Linked DNA regions of Sus scrofa: regions 1, 3 and 4 are each linked to region 2. A link is a contact called in public Hi-C and HiChIP or PLAC-seq data. All regions are on one chromosome and are shown on one strand. Each heading gives the region's core, a stretch centred on a gene start, on an enhancer-like site or on the middle of the called end of the contact. The rest is flanking DNA. Distances are from core to core; before and after follow the strand shown. Region 1 holds the start of PSORS1C2 (psoriasis susceptibility 1 candidate 2). Region 2 holds the start of VARS2 (valyl-tRNA synthetase 2, mitochondrial). Region 3 holds the start of PPP1R18 (protein phosphatase 1 regulatory subunit 18). Region 4 holds the start of CCHCR1 (coiled-coil alpha-helical rod protein 1).

Region 1 (2,805 bases), core at 206-2,705, 140 kb before region 2:
GAGGGAGGATGCTGCAGGGAGAGGCCAGGACCTAGTGGAGCTTGGATTTTACTCTAAGGCCATAGAAAGTCCTTGCAGTGCTTTTTTGTTGTTTGTTTTGCTTTTTTAGGGCCACATGTGACATATGGAAGTTCCCAGGCTGGGGGTTGACTCAGACCTACAGCCTCTGGCCTGCACCACAGCCACAGCAGCTCAGGATCTTAGCCGAGTCTGCGACCTACACCACAGCTCAAGCCAACACTGGATCCTTAACCCACTGACAGAGACCAGGGATCGAAGTCGCATCCTCATGGATACTAGTCAGATTCCTTTCTGCTGCACCACAACAGGAATTCCTTGGAGTGCTTTTTAACCTGGGGACTTTGGCACAATTCCGATTTACATTTTAAAGGGGTCTGTTGGCTGGCTGGGGAGGACGGTTTAGGGTGTGGCCGAGGGATGAGGAGAGAGAGGAAGGAAGCGCAGGGGGACAGTGGTGTCCCTTCCTGCCGGAAGCAGACCAGGGCGAGGGGGACATGGGACAGCCTGGTGAGGAGGTGAGTTCTGCTCTGGGCACATTACTGAAGAAAGTTTCTAGGAGGGCTCTCAGAGACACAGACCCCATTTAGTGACATCTGAAGGATGAGAGGAGGCGGGTGGGCACAGAGCTCTCGCCAAGGACCAGGAGAGGGAGGCAGAAGGGCTGTGAAGAGGATTCCAGCGGGAGGAGGGGAGCTGAGTCAGCTTCCGGTGTAACCCGGAACCAGCCCTGGGGTGGGGAGAAGGAATCAGGAGGTCCTCATGTTTCCTTCCTGATCTGCAGTCACCCCAGGTGACTCTTGGATGAAACTCCTTGGAGGCCTCCTACACCTGGGGAAGGCACAGGCTGGAAGGCGGCAATTCCAGGAAAAGAACTGAGCCCCAGGAAGAGGCCTCACCCTGGGTGGGCGGGGGAACCTGTGCTAGCTGAGACTGTCCTAGCTGCAGCCCATTGTTGAAAAGGTTCACCGTCCCCATCCACCCCTCCCTGTGCCCCCGATCGCCCACCCCCACGCGGCCTCCTGCCTCCCAGCCCCTGTAATTACACTGCTTCCCCACGCGAGGCTGCTCCCATTCCTTGGCCGCCGCTGGCCTTGAGGGATGCAAAGGGAAGGCCCTGTTATTAAAACTGCTGCAGAAGGGGATGTGCAAAGTTGGGATGACCAAGGTCTAGGTCACCGATAAAGCCTGGATGGCTGGGTCCTGAGCTGGGGGACTAAAATGAGGGACGCCACCATCACAGGTTACACACTAGCCATGGCCTTCCAAACGGGTTTGACCAGTTAGATTCCCGTGTGATTCCTTGTGTCACTGGGCCAGCCCCTCCCCAGAGACTGGCCTCTTCCCCTCCTGCCTTCCCTATAAAGCCTCTTGGGGTTCCTGGGCAACCAGACTCAGCCTACCCCCCCGACTTTGGGGGCCAAGAGACAGCCAAGATGCTCAACTGGAAGCTACTGGGGATCCTGGTCCTTTGCCTGTTCGCCGGAGGTGAGCTGGGAGTAGAGGTCTGGAGTGCAGTTTGGGGGGGATGGGGGATGGTCAAAATGAGGCGGGGGTGACATGGATGCACAGAGGAGATTCTGGGAGATTCGGAGAATTCATGTGAGGGTAAGAGCAAAGGGGATGCAGGTGATGCCGGAAGGTACATTTTAGCTCAGACCAAATGCTTGGCTGGTTTGAGTGTAGCTCCCTGTGGTGATTTAGATCAGAATTCATGGAGTTCCCTGGTGGTACATTGGGTTAAGAATCTGGTATTGTCACTGCTAGGGCTTGGGTTGCAGCTGGGGCGTGGGTTTGATCCCTGGCCTGGGAACTTCCACATGCCTCAAGCACTCCCTCTCCGCGCCCCCCCTCAACACACATCAAAAAAATCAGAATTCAGGTGTGTGGGGTCTGGGTGCCACATGGGGCCAGAGTGTAGGCCGCTTTGGGACTGCAGACCAGCACAGGGGCCATGCCAGCTGGGTGTCCCAGTTGTGGATGGAGCTTATGTAGAGGGAGGAGGGTCCTGACAGTTTAAAGTTGGTCCAGGTAATGGTTCAAGACAAGGTTTTTATGTCATTTTTAAGATCACTTTGGAATTTTGTGAATGTGCAGAGAGCTCTCTGAGAGTTACTTTGAGGTTTGTGGGATCGGCTGACTGAAGTCCATCCCTGAGAAGTCGTGCCCCCTGGGCCTGAAGTTTGGGGGGGACCTGGGGCGGGTCGCTGGCCCTTACTGCCTCTTACTTTTCTCCTTCCTCCTCTACAGGCATCTCAGGCAGCGGAGACCACCCATCTCCCCCATCCACGGAGGCCTCAGAGGAGGAGGGCTCCCCAACATTGCCTCGGGGCCCCCCAATCCCCGGTGACCCTTGGCCAGGGGTACCTCCTATCTTTGAGGACCCTCCAGCTCCAGGGCCCAATCGTCCCTGGAGAGACCTGCCTGAATCTGGAGTCTGGCCTCCTGAACCCCCTAGTACTGATCCCCCTCAACCTCCCCGGCCTGACGACCCCTGGCCAGCAGGACCCCAGCCTCCAGAAAACCCCTGGCCACCTGCCCCTGAGGTGGACCACGGATCCCGAGAGGAGCCAGACCTTGACCCACCCCGGGAGGAGTACAGATAATGGGATCCCCAGAGGCATCCTGTGCCTCCAGGCAGAGGGCCCTCCAGCTCAGCTCTTTTCCCACTTGCCTTGAATTCTCTTCAACTGAGCCTAACTTCTTAATCCTTTCCTTATTCCTGAACCCGGAAGGTGTTCTCGGTATTTTTTGTTCCCTCCTGGGATCTATATTAGCCCCCACCTT
Region 2 (2,700 bases), core at 162-2,661:
AGCCTCGCCTACGCGTTAGGGGAGAGGGGCTGGAAAGCCAGGACCCAAACCTGTGGCATTGGCCCCTCCCGCCCCGCCCACCATACTCACTCCTCCTTCCACTTCCACACCTCCCTAAGGAAGTCTTCTCGGCTCAGCTCACGTCTCCTCAGCCCTCGTTCCTTCCACAGCTTTTTCTCCACCACAGCCTACAGTAAGATGAGGGCGCAGAGAATCGGGTCACTTTGGGGGAAGAAAGCTCTTTCACCCAAGAAAAGGGAAAAGTGGCAAAAAACATACTTGAGTAGCAATCCCTGCATGATCTGAGCCAGGGACCCACAGCACCCGATCCCCACGCATCCGGTGCCTGCAAAAGAAATAACCTCACATGAATCCCTGGCCTTACCTGTTTATCCTTCGCACACTTTCTCCTTCCCCTCCAGAACTCAAGTAGCCCATTCTCCTCTCACCAGCGCACGAGGGCATCCTGTATGGCCACCGTCAGGGCGTGCCCGATGTGCAGGGAGCCAGTGACGTTAGGGGGTGGGATACACATGGAAAAGGTCTCCCCTGTAGCCTGAGGCAGCCTGGTCTAGAAGCAAGGAGAAAAGTCAGAGAGGGCTGGATGTTCCCTGGAGAAATAGCACCCTCTGGTGTCTGCAAGGCAGAAAGAAATGCAGAAAAAATAAGCAAATTAATAAGGAAGGGAAAAACCTACAGAGAACAATTGTGGAGACACCAACTCCACCAGCCATTTCGCCTTGTGGACCACTTAGCACTCCTCCCTGCTGGGTACTAACCTGATATTCTGGTTTGAAGAAGCCCTCTCGCACCCACCATGGGTACCAGGCAGCCTCAACATACCGGGGGCTGTATGCAGGAGGCAGGGGCCGGGAGACATCTATGGCGACAGACAAGAGCTCCACTAACTCCTGGATTTTGTTCCCAGGTTGCATTTCAGCAAACCAAAGAGGCGATAAAATTGTGAGGGAAGAGGCCTTCCAGTTCTTAATTACCTTTCTTTTCACCGTGTTCCGTGGGGATTTCATACAACACTATCTCCTTAGGAGTCCAGGCCTTAGTGGATTCTGCAGGTGGCTGGGGAGAGAAGCGACCAGAAAAGGGGTTGCAACTCCAGTGTACCCCAGGCATAAGGAATCCAGCCAGTCTCTCCTCCAGCTCCCTCCCAAGCCCCCTCAGAGAACCAAGGACACGCTATCTGACTCCTAACCTTGCCCTTTGCTGCTATGCCAGTCTCCAGCGCCGCCTGCTTCTCTCGCAGGCGCTTCTGTTTGGCTTCACGGTTTCTCCGTGAGATGGGTGATCCATGGGGCTCTGACTGAGTGGAAAGGGAATGGGACCTGGGGAAGCACCGTGTGGGCCTCAGTCCCCTAAGCGGTGGTCGAAAGGAAGCCAGAGGCAAGTGAGGCATCAGGAGTGCTTGCAAAGGGGCCAGGATCTGTTCCAGACAGAGCACATTAGAAGGTATGGGTGTGAGAAAAGGTCACACCTCCTGTTACACCCTATTCCTTACTTCCCGTCTCCTTGGTCTGTCAAATATCGACCCCACCCCACATAACCCATTCCTCCGTGAGGACTAGTGTGCATGGTGTCGACAGGGTCCTGGAGTCATAGAGATCAAGGCTCTTCTGGGACAGGGTCGGAGTCTCAGGCCTTCAACCTGTTTATCTGCGACGTGGGGGAAACAGAGATGCGGACAGAGGCAGGGAAAGGATTCAGGGATTCGCGGAGTTGATAGACATCGGCGTTCCCAAGAGCCGGCAAGGAGTCCCTCCAGGGTCACTGCGAACTCTGTCCTCCCACGAGGCCGTCCGCACTGCCCCCGGCCCAGCTCACTGCCCTGCCTTCCCGCCAGTCACCGCGTGGGCCCCGGCCCCGCAGCGCTTCCCACTCCTACGCGCGCGCTCACCGGGTGGGCCGGCTGCTATCCCAGGGCGCCCCGCGGCAGGGGCGGCAGAGGCTGGGGCTCCGAAGAAGCCGAAGCCGGAACGCGATCCGCAAGCCGCGCGGCGCAGGGAGGCGGGGCCCTGATGGGGCGCAGGCGCGGCCGCTGGCCTCGGCCCCACCTCCTCCCCCTCCCAGTCCAATGGCTGCCGACGAGGAGAAGAGAGGAGCGCGTCTTCCGCGAAGAGACGCCTCCCGGCTAAGCGCCCCGGGTCGCGTGGTTCATTTTCACAATTTTATTAAACAAGAAGAGTCTTGACGTGTGAATAAAAAATACCCCTGAGTTCTGAGGCGGCGTCCGCCTCCAAGCGGCCCGCCGTCACGGTACTGTCACAGTACTGTCCCGCCCGGTCCCGCAGTCTCAAGAGCTGTGCTTCTGCCGCTTCCAGAAGCGCTTGACGTCGCTGTGTCCCGCCGGGGTCACCACCATGAGCCGCTTTGCCGAGTTCTCGAACACTAGGACGCCCAGCTCCCGCGCGTGGGCCAGCAGCAGCTCAAAGTCCACTTGTGACAGGAACTGGTTATAGAGGACGCCTGGGGTCCGCAGGTCAGGAGCGGCGACGAGAGAGAGGTGAGAGCATGAGGTGAGGCGCGGGGCCCAGAGTCTGGGGCTGCCTCAGGGCAGCGGCCTGGGCTTGCCCCCCGCATTTACAAAGGAATCCTGTTTGCCTGTTCTAGGGCTCATCCTAACTCTAGTGTGATCCAGCCATATTCAGAAAGTCAATATAATACAATAAGAAAACCCATTAATGCTTA
Region 3 (2,820 bases), core at 43-2,542, 180 kb after region 2:
AAGCGGTCGCCGCCCCCCGCCCGGCCCCCAGGTCTCTGTCTCCGTTCCTCCTCCTCCGCTCCCTCTTTCCCTCCTCCTCCCCCTCCCTCCTCCCCTCCCGCCTGTCTCCGGATCTCCCTCGATCCCTCTCTCCTCCTCTTCCTCTCTCCTCCTCTCTCCGGACACCAGGCTCCTCCGCACCCCCGCCCCCGGGAGCCCCGCGGCGAGTGAGTTGACGGAGGGGCTTCAGACTTGGGGAGGGTGTCTCCTCTCTCCCGTCCCTTCTCCCGTCCCCGGCCCGGACCTTGGGCTGTCTCCTCTTTGTGCCGAGATTGCCTGTCTGTGCGGCCAGAGCCGGCTGGGGATGGCCGGCTATGTCGGGGTTCCGTGAGAGCCGATACCGGGCACGGGACTGGCAGGCTCCGGAGGCGTGGAGCTGGTCCTTCGCATGCCTGGGTCCCGGGGCACCGCCGGTGCAGGAGGCAGGCGGTGGTACGGGGACCGGGTGGGGGTGGACGCCAGGGTTCTGGGAATGTGCTGGCAGGTCTGACGCCCGGGTTCCGAAAGTCCCCGGGGGAGGGTATTTCCCCTGACCCGCCTCGGGGCGGAGTGCGGGGCGGGGGGTGGGGGCTGGGGGGCCGGAGAGGCGTGGCCCGAGCGGAGCTGGAAGGGGAGCCCGGACCTCCGGGGCCCGTGCTGAGACTCGCCGGGCTGCAGCCGCGGAGCTCCCTCACCCCTCTGCCCCGATTTCCCCTTCTCCCCAGGACTCGTCCACTCTCCGCCCTCCCACCTTCCCGACACCCGTGCAGATCCCACTGCCCCCTCTCCGGCGGGATTCCCTGACCTCTCCTCCAGCTCTCAGCGCTCCTGGGTAGCGGTGAGGCAACCTTGCCTGGATCCTGTTCCCGTCACCCCCAGCCTCTCTTTTCTCTTCCTCCCTCGCGCCAACTTCTTTCGTTTTTCAGTCTTCTCACATCCTCGGGACTGTCTGATGCCCATTAACCTGTGCTGACAAATCTGACTCCTACCTCTGCCCTGAATCTCCACTCTTCCTCTCAACTCCCTCCCCCCACCCCCTCTACCTGGCTCTTAGTTCCTTCTTCGCGTTCTCAGTGTTCCCCCTTTTCTGCCCTCCCTCTTCTCCCTCTTTCCCTCTGTCCTTCCTCACTCTCAGCTCCTCTGTCCTCTTCCGAGTCCCACCTCTCCCCCCACTTCCTCTCCGCCCACCCCTATTCTCACCCCCTGGGCCTTTCTGGAGCCTCTCCTTCCTGTTCTCTGCCCCCAGCGCTCCCCCACCCTCCCCAAGTCGACCATGGCCACCATCCCGGACTGGAAGCTACAGCTGCTAGCCCGGCGCCGGCAGGAGGAGGCAGCCGTTCGTGGCCGGGAGAAGGCAGAACGGGAACGGCTGTCCCAGATGCCAGCCTGGAAGCGGGGGCTTCTGGAGCGCCGCCGAGCCAAGCTTGGTCTGTCTCCTGGGGAGCCTAGCCCTGCGCCTGGGACTACGGAGGCTGGACCTCCAGACCCAGACAAGTCTGCCGTCCTCCTGGAGGCCATTGGGCCAGTGCACCAGAACCGCTTTATTCGGCAAGAGCGCCAGCAGCAGCAGCAGCAGCGGAGTGAGGAGCTACTTGCGGAAAGACGGCCTGGGCTCTTGGAGGCCCGGGAGTGGAGATCCAGCCCTGGGGAGATGAGGGATCAGAGCCCCAAGGAAAGAGAGTCTAGAGAAGAGCGGCTCAGTCCCAGGGAGGCCAGAGAGAGGAGGCTGGGGATAGGGGGAGCTCGAGAGTCAAGCCCCAGGCCTTTGGAGTCTAGGGACTGGAGGCAGAGCCCAGGAGAGGCTGGAGACCGGAGCTCCAGGCTGTCAGAGGTGCGGAAATGGAGGCTGAGCCCTGGAGAAACTCCGGAGAGGAGTCTAAGACCTGCAGAGCCTCAAGAACAAAGCCCCAGGAGAAAAGAGGTGGTGGAAAGTAGACTGAGCCCGGCGGTCTCTGACCACGAGAAGCTGGGCCTGACAGACGCCCATAAACGGAGGCCTGACTCCGGAGAGTCTCAGGAACAGAGTCTGGTGCTGGAGGCATCAGAGTGGAGGCTGAGCTCAGGAGAAGAAAGAAAAGACTGCTTGGAGGAATGTGGGAGGAAAGAAGAGAGGACACTTCCAGGGATGGTCCCAGAAGACATTACAGGGTCGCCAGAGACCCTGACAATGGAGGCTGCAGGCAGCAGCTCTGGAGGAGTGGAGGCAGCAGACCAGAGGCCCATCCCTGTGGAGGATGGCGAGAGGGACTTGCGGCTGTCAGAAGGGTGGAAATGGACCCTGAACTCTGGGAAGGTTCGAGATCGGACACCTAGGGACACAGAGACTCAGAGTCAGAAACCGGAGTCTGCAGAGAAGCACTTGGGGCCTCTTGGTGCGGAAGCTGGAGAAGGGGAGGCGGAGAAGGAGGAGGCAGGGGCTCAGGGCAGGCCTCTGAGCGCCCTGCAGAACCGCTGCTCAGTGCCCTCCCCCCTCCCACCAGAGGACGCTGGGACTGGAGGCTCTAGACAGCAGGAAGAGGAAGCAGGGGAACTTCGGCCCCCACCAGCAGCCCCTCTGTCTCCCCCACCCCCAGCCCCACCTGCCCCCCAGCCCCCTGGGGATCCCCTCATGAGCCGGCTGTTCTATGGGGTGAAGGCGGGGCCAGGGGTGGGGGCCCCCCGCCGCAGCGGACACACCTTCACAGTCAACCCCCGACGGTCCGCGCCCCCTGCAGCTGCTGCCACTCCAGCCACCCCAGCCACAGCTGACGCTGCAGTCCCCGGAGCTGGAAAGAAGCGGTACCCGACTGCCGAGGAGATCTT
Region 4 (2,700 bases), core at 96-2,595, 150 kb before region 2:
AGGCTGACCCTCCAGTCATCACCCCGGCGCTCAGCGTGCAGCTCCGCGTGGACTTCCGAGATGAAGCCGGGCTCCTGCTGGGGCCGCAGGGCCACATCACACAGGTCGGCCCTGCAGCCCAAGCGGTAGGTGCAGCCAGCCCCACTTGGGGGGTGGAAGGTGTAAAGGTCGACACCCCTGCCGCCCCCTATGCGCAGCAGCTGGAAGCAGGGCAGCATGGGCGGTGCCCCCTCTGCACCACCTCTTCCACTTCAGGAATCCATCACTTCCCAATCCTGGGCCATGCACAGCTGGCCTAAGTTCTCTTTCCCTCTGATGCAGAGTTGAACTGTGCTTTGTGCAATCTCAACCTTGGGCACGCTCCCCGAATAGTGTAAATTCAGAGTGCAAGGGCCTAGGATTCGATGCAAGATTGGCTGTCAACAGTTTTCCAACTGAAAAATTTCGTGAGGGTCCCAGTATAGTGCAAAGACGAAGATGTCCTATGGCACGAAGTTGAATCAGATCCTCAGGCTGCAGAATATTCCGGGAGCCTTCAAGTCTGTGCCAGGCAACAATACGTTAGGCAGCTTCTGGGGAATATGCGAATTGCAAGGGGGGAGGACTGGGGTCCTGCTTCTGTGTGATACTAACTTGTCACCTCAGTGTAATTTGGAGAAGTTTCCTGTCAATTCTGCTAATCCAAACAGAGTAACCCACCTGCTAGCCTGCGCCTCGCTCTTCTGGCCAACCCCTCACTCATAACTAGATAGCTTAAACCCCCGTGGGAAGTCTATCCACTGTCATCCCTCCAAAGGCAGTGCAAATGGGTCTCTATGTTCTCTAACAAAGCGGATCTAAACCCCTGCTTCCCGACTTCTCCAGGTGGGATTAAAGACAGGATAGGGCTTCCCGGGATCATGCGAGGGAAACCCAGCCTTTTCCCTCCCCGCCGCAATCCAGATTCTTATCTACCGCGAGGTGCAGTCTCGAAGCGGTCCCCTCTCCGGGCAGTGCCAGCCTGTGCGGCAGCTCAGGATCTCTCAGGCTCCGGCCAGGGCTGGTGCTCCAGCGGCTGTTTGACAGCGAGGAAGCCGGGGCCAGGAGGGGCGCCGTCTCCGCGCGCGGGCAGTACCGACCCCGCCTTCGGAATTCCCGGGTCTGAACTTCGCGCCGAGAGAGCCCGCCCCCCGTGCCGTTTCTGATTGGCCATCTCTTTTGCCCTCCTTCTCTCCATTGGGCGACGCGCTGGGAGGGTCTCCGATCTCCCGCCTTCCGCTTTTTCTGATTAGTTCACAAGTTTTCCCGGGTTCCCGGAGTTGGGAGGAGCCGCCAGGGCGCGGAGATGCCCTCAGTGCCATAATTGGGCCGGGCTTTAGACTACCGCGCCTGCGTACACCTCTTCCCCTCCTCCTCCCGGAAGGGTGAAGGGCTTTAGAGCGTCCCGCCAACCTGCCCGCTTTGCGCAGGCGCGGTCAGGGGCTGAGGCCGCGCTTCTGAGCTAGGGGTAGGGGGTGTGGTCAAAGGGCAGAGGGGTCGCTCGCGCTGGGTAAGGGGTATTCGGGAAGAGTCGGTTGGGGGCGGGAAGGGCCAAGAGGGGGTGCGGGGGTGGGTTCAGGGGTCCACAGGGTGGAGGGGTACAGGGTCCGGGTAAAAGGACAAATGAAGTGGTCAGAACAGCCCTAGAGCTCCTCGTCCAGCAGGGCGAAGGCTCAGGAGTATCTGCGGGAGAGGCGGGAGGGAGAGCAGGCAATTGAATTGAGAGATGAGCGTGGGGGACCAGAATAATTCCTTCTGGATCAAAGCAAATTAGGATGTAGGGAGGGGCATAGGAATCTCAGATTGGGGGGGGGAATAGATGGATTCGGGTGGGAGGGTGGGGAGATCTTGAAGAGCCGTCTCTTGTCTGGGGCTCTGGAGAGGCTGGTGGGAGACAGGAATGGAAACTGAGAGGACAGTAGAGAGAAACTGAGCAGGGAGTTGCTGGAAGGGTTTGGATGAGATGACTTTTCTGCCAAGGGGTCTAGGCTGCCTGGATTCCCTGGGGGCCCCATAGGTGTCCTGCTCTACATGTAGCCATGCTCATCTGGGGCCAGGCTTTGGATCAGCGCTTTGATAAGGAAGGACCCAGGAGTCATGGCTTGGTGGTGTCTGGATGGGCTTCCCCAAGGCCTTGCTGAGCCATGGAGAGAACTCCGGCGATTGGGCTCACAGCCCCTGCACCGCACACCTTCGTCATCTCCATCCAGGAACAGCAGAGACTGTAGAAACTTAAGGAGGAGGGTAAAGGCACTGCCCAGAATTCTACAAGTATGAACAAAACCTAAGAGCTTCCCAGCCTGTCTCAGTAAATTTGTTCCATCTCGTGGCTGTTGCCATAGTTCTGTTAGGAACCAGATTGAGACAAGCAAGTGATTTTCAGATATTTCCTGCTTCTTTTGGGAAGTAGGAAAAGAGGAGCTAAGAGTCGGCCATCCCTGGCTGTTATTTAAGGCTTTTGACTTTGCTGTTGTAGGGGCTCTCTCTTTGGAAGGGGGCTTGAAAATTGAATTGGAGTGTCCTTGTTTCTCCTATTGTCCAGGAGAACATAGATGACTGGACACAGAATCTAGAGACTTCAGATGATATGGAGATGTTTCGACGTTCAGGTCAGTGGGATCTTGCAAGGGAACTGGTGATTGTGTCCCCCTGGGAAACTGACCATCTTTGTCCTTACGATTC

What was found. A called contact is a pair of places that touch in the nucleus more often than the background predicts. HiChIP or PLAC-seq counts read pairs in DNA pulled down with a chosen protein or histone mark.
Region 1: an H3K27ac HiChIP or PLAC-seq map of alveolar macrophages shows a contact between it and region 2, with 9 times the contacts expected there. The contact joins the promoter of PSORS1C2 here to the promoter of VARS2 in region 2. A contact is called at or near these places in 2 of 5 promoter capture datasets (fetal liver and liver), 6 of 47 Hi-C or Micro-C datasets (embryonic fibroblasts, epiblast stem cells, mesenchymal stem cells and 1 more) and 2 of 2 datasets of contacts at active chromatin or transcription factors (alveolar macrophages and skeletal muscle).
Region 3: a contact with region 2 is called in an H3K27ac HiChIP or PLAC-seq map of alveolar macrophages. The contact joins the promoter of PPP1R18 here to the promoter of VARS2 in region 2. A contact is called at or near these places in 1 of 47 Hi-C or Micro-C datasets (epiblast stem cells) and 1 of 2 datasets of contacts at active chromatin or transcription factors (alveolar macrophages).
Region 4: a contact with region 2 is called in a Hi-C map of liver, with 5 times the contacts expected there. The contact joins the promoter of CCHCR1 here to the promoter of VARS2 in region 2. A contact is called at or near these places in 1 of 5 promoter capture datasets (liver), 2 of 47 Hi-C or Micro-C datasets (liver and skeletal muscle) and 1 of 2 datasets of contacts at active chromatin or transcription factors (alveolar macrophages).

What each region holds. Positions count from the first base shown.
Region 1 is chr7:23,540,563-23,543,367 of Sscrofa11.1, reverse strand. PSORS1C2 (psoriasis susceptibility 1 candidate 2) reads left to right here and starts at 1,455. Exons shown (of 2, transcript NM_001123171.1): 1 at 1,455-1,506; 2 at 2,269-2,624. The coding sequence starts at 1,455. The coding sequence ends at 2,624.
Region 2 is chr7:23,403,734-23,406,433 of Sscrofa11.1, reverse strand. It overlaps VARS2 (valyl-tRNA synthetase 2, mitochondrial), which reads right to left and starts at 1,411. Exons shown (of 29, transcript NM_001123214.1): 1 at 1,211-1,411; 2 at 996-1,077; 3 at 780-880; 4 at 450-571; 5 at 280-346; 6 at 91-188. The coding sequence starts at 1,411. It overlaps GTF2H4 (general transcription factor IIH subunit 4), which reads right to left. Exons shown (of 13, transcript NM_001123120.1): 13 at 2,306-2,478. The coding sequence ends at 2,306.
Region 3 is chr7:23,218,787-23,221,606 of Sscrofa11.1, reverse strand. PPP1R18 (protein phosphatase 1 regulatory subunit 18) reads left to right here and starts at 1,292. Exons shown (of 3, transcript NM_001128480.1): 1 at 1,292-2,820. The coding sequence starts at 1,292.
Region 4 is chr7:23,556,795-23,559,494 of Sscrofa11.1, reverse strand. It overlaps CCHCR1 (coiled-coil alpha-helical rod protein 1), which reads left to right and starts at 1,345. Exons shown (of 18, transcript XM_021098445.1): 1 at 1,345-1,486; 2 at 2,561-2,627. The coding sequence starts at 2,606. TCF19 (transcription factor 19) reads right to left here and starts at 218. Exons shown (of 3, transcript NM_001167591.1): 1 at 1-218. The coding sequence starts at 218.